Regions from separate parts of the Zea mays genome. Here region 1 is linked to region 2. Evidence: chromatin contacts called from public Hi-C data. All regions are on one chromosome and are shown on one strand. Each heading gives the region's core, a stretch centred on a gene start, on an enhancer-like site or on the middle of the called end of the contact. The rest is flanking DNA. Distances are from core to core; before and after follow the strand shown.

What was found. A called contact is a pair of places that touch in the nucleus more often than the background predicts.
Region 1: a Hi-C map of ear shows a contact between it and region 2, with 4 times the contacts expected there. The contact joins the promoter of LOC541641 here to the promoter of LOC100273645 in region 2. A contact is called at or near these places in 9 of 25 Hi-C or Micro-C datasets (ear, endosperm, leaf and 3 more).

Annotation. Positions count from the first base shown.
Region 1 is chr3:161,079,032-161,083,977 of Zm-B73-REFERENCE-NAM-5.0, forward strand. LOC541641 (histidine kinase 2) reads left to right here and starts at 2,959. Exons shown (of 12, transcript NR_158574.1): 1 at 2,959-4,131; 2 at 4,243-4,524; 3 at 4,806-4,946.
Region 2 is chr3:160,750,489-160,755,355 of Zm-B73-REFERENCE-NAM-5.0, forward strand. LOC100273645 (60S ribosomal protein L13) reads right to left here and starts at 3,485. Exons shown (of 5, transcript NM_001161720.1): 1 at 3,438-3,485; 2 at 2,947-3,080; 3 at 2,270-2,403; 4 at 1,855-2,013; 5 at 1,322-1,753. The coding sequence starts at 3,055. The coding sequence ends at 1,529.

The DNA of each region.
Region 1 (4,946 bases), core at 1,709-4,208, 330 kb after region 2:
GCATGTCTCCCCTTTTATAGCTAAGGGGGGCACGTACAAGGGTACTGAGCCCCGACATGTGGGCCCAGGAACATAACGGATGTGGTACATGGATCTACTAATGTTCGCTGCTGGAGCAATCTTCCTTCGCCCTGTCATTCAAGATCTGCGCAGTATCGGCGTGCAGGGGAAGCTTCTCGTATAAGTGATGATGGGCACAGTGCACCCCGCAGCACGGGAGCACTATTTGACAATGGACTGGACATGCACGCTGTCTGCAGGATGGCCCTGGCGCCGCCTGCCAACGGAGTGGACAGGACACATTAAATGCTGAGGGGGCACATCACCTGTCAGTAGGGTGGATAGGCGGCGCGTCCTCTCCACAATAAATGCAAAGACCGCGCGGCCCAGAGGCCTTACGTCAGGCTCCGCCCGCTGGCTTACGTCACGGGCAACAAGCCATGTGGCAGCATCGGGTCTCCGCCTGAGCGGGGAGCGCAAGCGCACAGGATAAGGCCTGGACACGTGTCAGTACCGGACCCTTGCTTAGGCCAGGGCATCCCCTGTCCCGGGACCTCGCTGTGGGTGGCCCGGACCTTACTCAGAGGGATCCGGACCCCATCCAAGGGACCCGACACACTACTTGGGAGTCCCGAACCGTATTCGGGGGTCTGGGTTGTGCGTACAGGGGTCCGGCGCTTCCTCGCGGAGGTCCGGTCCAACTGATTGCATCCTGGGATATATCATCTTTCCTGGTCACGTGGCGCCTCTTGAGCCGTCCACATGGTGGGGTCGGGTGCTGTTCACCGCGCGGTTAGAGATCGCCGCACGGGCATTGTGTCTTCATACTGTAGTAAGGGGTACCCCTGATTCAGGGTACCGATAGTCCCATATAATTAAAATAAATTAGCCTTCACAAAAATAAATAGAGCACCAAAGCAAATCTTTTTGAAATTCTATAACAAGAAAAATCCTTGCTCCAAGATGAATGCATCACATAATTCAAACTCTATTTTGAAAATAACTATCTCTCCTCTAATGGTTCTTGCCAAAAAATCAAATTGACTCTAAGGGATAGTCTAGAGGTGTTACACAATATTGATAACTTCGCCCAAAATGAATCCAAACATTGTATTCTGAGAGCGTATATCTTACCATATCAATAATAATCTTATTCTTCCTTTCAATTATACCATTCTGCTCCAAAGTATATTCGGTTAAAAATTCAAGTTTGATATCCTTGTCATCACAATATTTGTCAACTCTTGCATTTTTAACCCTATACCATTATCACTTCTAACTTTATTTATGTTATTCTGAAGTTCATTTTGAGCTCTTTTAACAAAATACTCGAAGGTTTCATATACACTTGATTTATCATGAAGAAAGAATATCCAAGTGAATCTAGTGAAATCAAACACATCCTTCAGTCTTTTGACAGGATTACACTTAGTTGTATACCACGGGGGCTTCAAACCATAGAATTCAGGGTCCGACCACTCTCATAATGAGAGGTTGGGACTATAGGAATTCGAGGGCCAGTAGAGGGCCTCGAACCTCTAAGTGATGTTAAGTGCTCTAGGGGACAGACTGCCCTAAGCACTCGTATCCTTCATAACGTCCTACGACACGAGGGCCCTAGGGACTTAAACTCATGAGCATCTCGGAGCATGAGGGATCCTAGGGAGTTGATTTGCTGATTAGAGACTCGAGCACGATGGTCCTTAAGGACTTAGATTGTTTTGTCCTAGGACGTCTCAAGGCACTAGGGGTCCCAAGCTGGCACCGAGTCTCTTAGTGGCTTTTTATGAGATTTTGTGGTGTAGTTATTCTTTCGAATATCGAATGATGTGTTTTTATTCCTTTGCTCCGAGGCCTATGGAGTGATGAAGGTGATTAAGTACAAGTTAGTGAGGGGTGCACGACATGACGAGAGGATCAGCTCATAAGATCAAGTATAATAAGGTGATGTAGACGGAGTAAGATATCTCATGTCAGATTTATGGTGATGCGGAAGAAAAAGAAATAAAGAGAGAAAGAGAACATGCTGATCATAATAGCCAGCTGAAAGCGGGCTAAACACAGTCTTCAACATAATTTGTGAGAGTAAGAGATGAACCAAGTATTAAACATATAACTTATTGACTAGACTTTTAGCTAATAGTACATGACATGACAACATTATAACCCCTATTATAAGCTATATTATTAACCTTGCTCTAACCATAAAGCTATCTACAGCTAAGTGTGTATATGGACGTGTAAAACACAATTTTTACTATAGTATGTACTGTTTACAGTATCAAATATGAAACACGGAATGTTGTAAGGAGACTACTGAAGATAATCTAATAAGGGGAAGGCCCATAGAAGAGTAGGTCCGGGGAAGATGAGATTGCCACCTGCATGTGAAATATTTAACTATTTGATATTGATATAGACATCATTTCTCAGTCTCTTCGCTTCGGATTAAAGCTAGATATTCATACCGCTGCAGGTGTAATACACAAATATAAAATACAGTAAAAACCGTTTTAGATTAAAGCTAATCCAACAACTTGTCTATGTCTGGTAGTTTTATTATGAGAACTAAAATTTGCTATGGTAAATAGTAACCGGTCTACAACTTTGTCATTATTGCCCCACTGGCAATGATTAGCAAAGAGATATGATTGAAGGTAAAGCTGATTTTTTACATATCCCTCCATTCGAAATAGGATCTATGTGGTGTATTCATTTGGCGTGACACATCAGCGAAACAGTAAAATTATAGAGCATAGAGCAGTTAATACTATCTGTAGCAAATTTACACCTGCCACCGTAAAATAGAGATACGAAAACTCCCTATCGACGATGACAAACGGCTTGCTGGCCTCTCCTACTGTTGTGACTGGTGCCACCTCTCCTTTCCCTTCTTCCTCCGTGCCCCAATCCCTCTTCTCCCCTCGACCAGCCGAGAGAGCGCCCCTACCGCAGCAGCTGCAGTGCTGCTCTGCTCTGCTCTGTTCTGCCCCCACTTCACCCTCTCGTCTCACCCCGCCTGCAGCTTGGTCGCTTTTCTCCCCAGTCTCCTCCCCTCCACCCTCTCGTCTCGTCGCACCTCACCTGCTTGGTCGCTTTTCTCCCCCAATCTCCTCGTCTCCCGCCGGCACCAATACCATCCTCTGTCCGCTCGCTGTTGCTGTTGCTATTCCCGTCCGTCCCGTGCTTCTACTCGCTAGTCGTTTCGTATTCGTATCCTCTCTCCTCAGCCGCCCTGCTCCCCTCCCGTCCTCTGGTGTCTGGTCAAACCAGCGGCTCCCAAGATTTGCCGCTGCTTCCTTCCTGGAGAAATCAAGCCTGTGCGGCGAGAAATCAAGAGGAAGGGGGAAGAGAGGGAGAAAGAGAGAGGGGCGGGGGTGGAGGAAAGAAAGCCTGCCCCTTGCGGACGTGCCTGCTCCCTCGGGGGCATTCAATTGGAGCCAACAGTGGGCGGGTGGGCGGCTGCTACAGCACGGCGGCCTCCATAAATTAGCTCCCCGCGTTCCGGCCCCTTCCGCCCCCTGTCGTCGCACCCGCCCCGTGTCTCCCCCGATCGGTCCGTCGATCACGCGGACGCCCGCCGGAGCATGCGCGCCGCGGGCCTCGGCCGCCGGAGAAGCAGCATCAGCCGCCGCGCCGCCGCCGGCGTCCGGAAGGAGATGTAGCGCTAGCTCCCCGACCCGCGAGGAAAGGGAAAGGGGAATGACCGTTACGGCGCGCGGGAGGAGCGGTGGAGCCGGGATGGGGGAGAAGGGCGGCGCTCCCGGGCTCGGCTTCCTGAGCCTCGATCGGATGCGCGTCCTCCTGCCGCCGCTCCGCCTGCCGGAGAAGCTGTCGGCCAGGACGCTGCGGACGCACCTCTTCACTAACTACCGGATGCGCAAGGTGCGGGACAGCTCCAGCTGGCTCATCCCGCTCTGGGTCAGCTCTTGGGTCCTCGTCGCCTCCCTCATCTACCTTTGCATGAGCTACCAGGCCGTCGGCAAGCGCCGGGAGTCTCTCGCCAGCATGTGCGACGAGCGCGCGCGCATGCTCCAGGACCAATTTAACGTCAGCATGAACCACCTCCAGGCGCTCGCCATCCTCGTCTCCACCTTCCACCACTCCAAGACACCCTCCGCCATCGACCAGGTAGGTACCCTGCTGTGCTGCTATCCTAGGGAGTGTTCCTTCACCTCAATCTAAGGCTAAGCAAGATTTCTTCTCCCGGGCGTGACGAAATCCATCTGACCGTTGCTGCAGAAAACGTTCGCGAGGTATGCGGAGAGGACGGCGTTCGAGCGGCCGCTGACGAGCGGGGTCGCGTACGGGGTGCGGGTCACGCACGCCGAGCGGGAGCAGTTTGAGCGCCAGCAGGGATGGAGCATCAAGAAGATGTACTCCTCCAAGACCAAGAATCAGTCGCAGGGACCCGGGAACGCCGAGGACGCCGAGGTGCGGGAGCCGGCGGAGGAGTATGCTCCCGTAATCTTCGCGCAGGACGCCTACAAGCACGTCATCTCCTTCGACTTGCTATCCGGCGCCGTGAGCACTCGCCCTGCCCCCAGCCCCCTACCTTCTCCTCGCAAGATTTCTTCATCTTTTTTACAGAGCAGGACCACAGCCGTAAAAAAAGCTGCAGTCTTTGGTGTTCACCATGTGCTCACCAGTCATAATCTGTTGCTACCCCTTTTTCACATCGGATTTTTTTTGCCCTTTCTTTTTAATCCGGGGTTCAATTACTCATGGTAAACCAAAAAAAATCATGTCATGGGCAACAGGGGTTATCCATCCACTAATCTCCTACGCCTCTTCTGCTCTTACAGGATGACCGGGACAACGTACTCCGAGCTAGAGAATCTGGGAAGGGTGTTCTTACTGCTCCTTTCAAGCTGCTCAATAATCGCCTTGGAGTGATCTTCACCTATGCTGTGTACAAGTATGAGCTTCCTGCAAATGCCAGGCCA
Region 2 (4,867 bases), core at 2,235-4,734:
TTTTAATCTTCTCACTCGTCTTTTAAAAACGATGATTGGTCTCTATTAATAAGGACACAAATACTACATAAACTTAATCAATCTCTGTTATTGTGGCCCAACTAGAGACCTAGATTATTTCAACTTCAACTACTATGTCAATATAGGCGTGCTAATAACATGTTTTAAAATAAATCGCCGGTGATCAGAACATTTCTCCCTTTCTATTATTGTCAATATAGTAGATAAAATAGAACACATAGACACCTTAGATAGTTTGTTCTTTATTTCGCTAGATATTAGTATTTACAACATATATATAGTGCCCACCTAAAAAAACAAATATATAGAGCAACACTATTCATCACCCTATGTGATGATCACTAACCCTAAAATAACTTACAAATATCACGAATAACTTATATTTGTTAAGTTATTTCAGGATATGTGATCATCACTTAGCGCGACAAATAACATATATATGTGGGGCCGTGCATTGTTATGGTTTCTATATATATATTATATAAGTAGACTTTGTTTTTTATTTGTATTGAGTATAGGATATAAAATACATATATGTGAATGTGGAAAACCTTCACTTATGCATAATTTTACATTATCTTTAATAGATGCAGGTAGAATACAAGAGATATAATATTATTTATTCTTCTAGGTACTAATATGTACAACTGAGTTTTATATATTTATAACCTTGACAAGACAAGGAGTTTTCACGTATATATAGTGCTGATAAGACATAAGAGTTTGCTAGGAGCCCACAACTAGGATTAGAATTAATTTCCTTTCTTTTTCTTTTCATAGCAGCAAGAACAGAGAAACAAAAATAGCAGCAAGAATAGAGAAACAGAGCAAATATAAATCTTAGTTGCTAACAATCTCGGTCTTTGTTATGCTCAAGATTTATGTCAACTCAATTAAAGGGGTGTTGATCCCACCATCTAAATTTTAGTGACTAAAGTAATCCCTAAACTGCTAAAGTATGACTAAAATTTAGAAGTGACTAAAGAACCAAACACTCTAAATTAAATTGAACGTATGCTCTTAGAAGATACTACCACCGTTCTACAATACCATTACAACTCTTAGTGAAGGTATCTAAGCTCACAAGATACCATACAAATCATATAGCTCTCGCAAGATACCATAAACTCATATAGCTATCGCGCTTGTGGAAAACACGAGACAACTGCGAACACACGAACGAGAGACCTTCTCGCAGAAAGAGAGTATACCGTTTGAGCCTTTGGGGCATCCACTGGAGACTGGAGATAGCCATGGCCGCAGCAGGAACATTTAAGATGCTATATAAATTCAAAACATTAAGGCAGAATCGTGCGTCGCCAAGAATTCATTAACCCATTAGATAGCTGAGTTCGCAAACAAATACAAGGTATCAAACAGTAGGACACCAAAATATTTGACTGGTCTCTATTTCCAGCACCCAAAAAAAACTTGGAACAAGCACTTGATGGAAGTAGCATCTCGCTATGACTGAACAGAACAAAACAGGCTACAAAGTTTGGCTGCTTCACTTCTTGTCTTCCTTCTCTGCCTCAGCTGCCTTCTTCTGGCGGGCACCGAGGTGCTTCTTGTTCATCCGCTCAAGGCGGAGCTTGCCATAGGCCGCAAACGCCTTCATCTCATCTGTGACCTTCACAACCTCTACAGAGCGCTTCTCACCGCGAGTAATTGGCATGTAGTCACCCTGTACCTGGGTAGCAGTGGTAAGCTCCTCCAGAGTAGAGTCACCAGCCTGCAACAAAAGTAGGTGATAAGGGATTTTGAGATCAAAGCAGCCAGAGACAATGCCTTCAAGAGATACTTAATTGTTCAGGAAAAGATGACTACTCATACCTTGACCTTGCGAGCACGCCTTGGGAAGATAACCAGCTTGGCCTTGTATGTCTTAAGCCTCTGGACATTGGCCTGCAGCCCCTCAAGGGATTTGTTCTTGCGGCGGTGATCCACAGAAATGCCAATGGTTGGAGCAAGCCTTTTTGGAATGCCCGCAGCCTGCAATCAACATAGTTACTTCTAATATCAAGATAACACAAGGTAATTCAACAAGTAGAAAAGGAACAGCAAAAATTAAACACCATGAGATAGCAAAATTTATAAACATTAGAAAATTTGTGGTCATGCAAAAGACAGCATATCAGCCTCTATACAGCGGTTCACACAAAAATAGCATGTGGCATACATACAACAGCAATTCATTTGATATGAGAACAACAAAACAAACATGGCTCAAGAGCAAACAATGCATCACCTTCAACTCCTCAAGGGTAAAGCCTCTCCCAGCCCTTGACTTCATGTTGTACTTGAGAGTCTGGCATTGAACAATGGGACGAAGAGGGCCAGCAGTTGGTCGTGGGAATATCTTCACAGCCTTCTTTTGACGTGCTGCACAGAGAACATAGCAGGGTAAATTATACGCTTGTCAGCAGGTGCAATAGGGGGGAAATCATACATAACAAGTAAATCAATGAAAGCAATTGTTGAGTAAAGCAAGTGAACTTTTAGTTTGGTTACTTCATCGATAGCATAAAGGGAAAACAATGCACTGCAAATCAGATACAAGCATAGCAAACCCGATTAGCATATTCACCCGGACACCCGGTAGGTGGTGGCTTGGGAGCTATCCAGGCTTAGCTAGTGCAGGCCGCCAGGCCTGAATACTAGGTGGTGTCATGGTACAAACAAGGAACAGCCAACTGGTGTTACAGTTTAAAGGATGAACAAACTAGTGTTAAAACTAACTTATTTAGCAAGCCAATACGAAACCAAACATACTAGATTGCAACAAACTAAACCTTGCACTGGTTCATTATCGATGGGGATGAGGCAATTGCAATGGGCAGGACAAGTGACCTGTTTATTAGCTAGTTTGAATTCAACAAGCACGCGAAATGTTGTAGGTAGGCTAAAAAATGGCGATGAGCTCACCGATGCGGCGCCTCTGCTTGCGGGCGGGCTGGTTGAACCATGTCTTGACATAGTTCTGCCAGTGCTTCTTGAAGTGCCCGTTGGGGATGACGTTGTTGTGCTTCACCATTTCGCCCTCTTTCTCTCCTTCTTACCTGTACACATCAACAACGCAACAGTGACGGCATCAGCAGAGACGAGCAACGAGCACACCACGGGAACAAGAATCAACGAGCTGCCGCCAGCTCCACCCTATGCTCTCGTTAGCAGCGCCTCGAGCAAGTTGCAACACCAATGCACACAAACGCATCGAGAGCACACCAGATCCTATGGTCAGCGCTAGGAAACGGATCAAGAGGAACCCAGAGCCGTCGCGCAGCAAGATCCGCGTGCGCATCCCACAGGCCACGGCTAAGCAGTCGATTAACAACCGAGATCAGACGGGCAACGAACCCACACGCAGCACAGAACGAAGCCCAGGAGGTAGGAAGCCGACGAGCAAAAGGTCTTACCTGTAGAGGAGATGCGGCAGCGGCGCGAGGAGTGGAGGCGGAGCGGGGTGTCCAGCGGAGGCGGGGTTTTGCGCTAGGGTTGGGTGCTTATAGGGGTCGGAGGAGAGGAGGCGCGAGCCCTAGCTTGGACGGCCGAGATCTCACCATTCTGGTGACGGAATTGATGGGCCGTTGAGTGGGCGGATCTCATCGGGCCTTTCTAATGGACAAGTGAAAATATTTCCATGAGGTGGGCCTCTACGTCCCCGTTCCGTTCCATGCTGTTTGGGCCGTAGGTGCACGTTTCATATTTAGGGAGAAAATTGTCGTGTTTTCTGATTTAAACATAAATAAATATGATTTTTAAATGGTCTTTTACTTTTTTATAAACATAAAACCATCTTAAATTTACCTACTCGAAGGGTAAACTTTCATGTGTTAAAAGTTTGATGAACAAAATATATACGGTTTTAGAATTACGTGACCGAAAACAAACAATGGCCGACTATCGAGTTGAAATATAGTCCATGAGTTCACAAATATATTTTGTCGTTGACTTTAAAAAACTTTAATTACTTATCTTATTTAAAAAAATCGTGAGTTGTTGTTTATTTTTTTATAATTTATTTTTATCATTGGAGGTCATTTGAACATGACTTAAAATGTTACATTTTTGAATAAATATTTTGAATAAGATGAGTGGTGAAAGTTTTTTTAGAAAAAAGGTCAATATTATCATATATTTGTAAAAGGAGGTAGTATTCTTTGTTGTTGTGGATTAGGACCGCTATTGTATATGTACGGGTTGTTTGTTGGTGCATATTTTCCCTTTCATGGCGTGACAGGGCTTTGTATGGTGTGCAAGAGGATTCTTCCACATGAATCCTCTTCAATTCTCTGGTCACCAAACCCGTTCTTAAAATTACTGAGCAAAAGTATGGTCTCATCTCTTGAAGATGCATTTGCCGGTAAGCAAGAGCGGAGGCGTTGCTCGAGCAACACCTTGTCCCAGCCCAACTAGAGACCCACAGTAAAAAAAACTAATTTCTAAGTCCTAACCCTACTATTTGGGCAAGACCGATGCACGCATAACGCACCCGCTTTCGACCGTCGACGCCAGCATCTAAGCTCTGTCGGTCGTCTGTCGTTGTCATGTCCCTGTTCCACCAGGTGCCAACTCCAATCTCCCTGTTTCACCGAGCTCGAGCTCCGGACCACCCACGCCTAGGCCGACTCGGCTTCGACGACGCCTCCTAGTCCCAGGTCGCCTGTCTGCCTAGCCAGGCGAGCTCCACCACAGCTCCTTGACAGCCGGCAAGATGAGGTGCTCCCCGCGAGCCATCGTGCCGCCCGAGCTCCTCCTCGCAGATCCGCCCCGCGCTGCAACAACCCAACAACAAGTATTGGCTTCCGTCGTGGACATGGTGATGTGGTACATCGTATCTCATCGC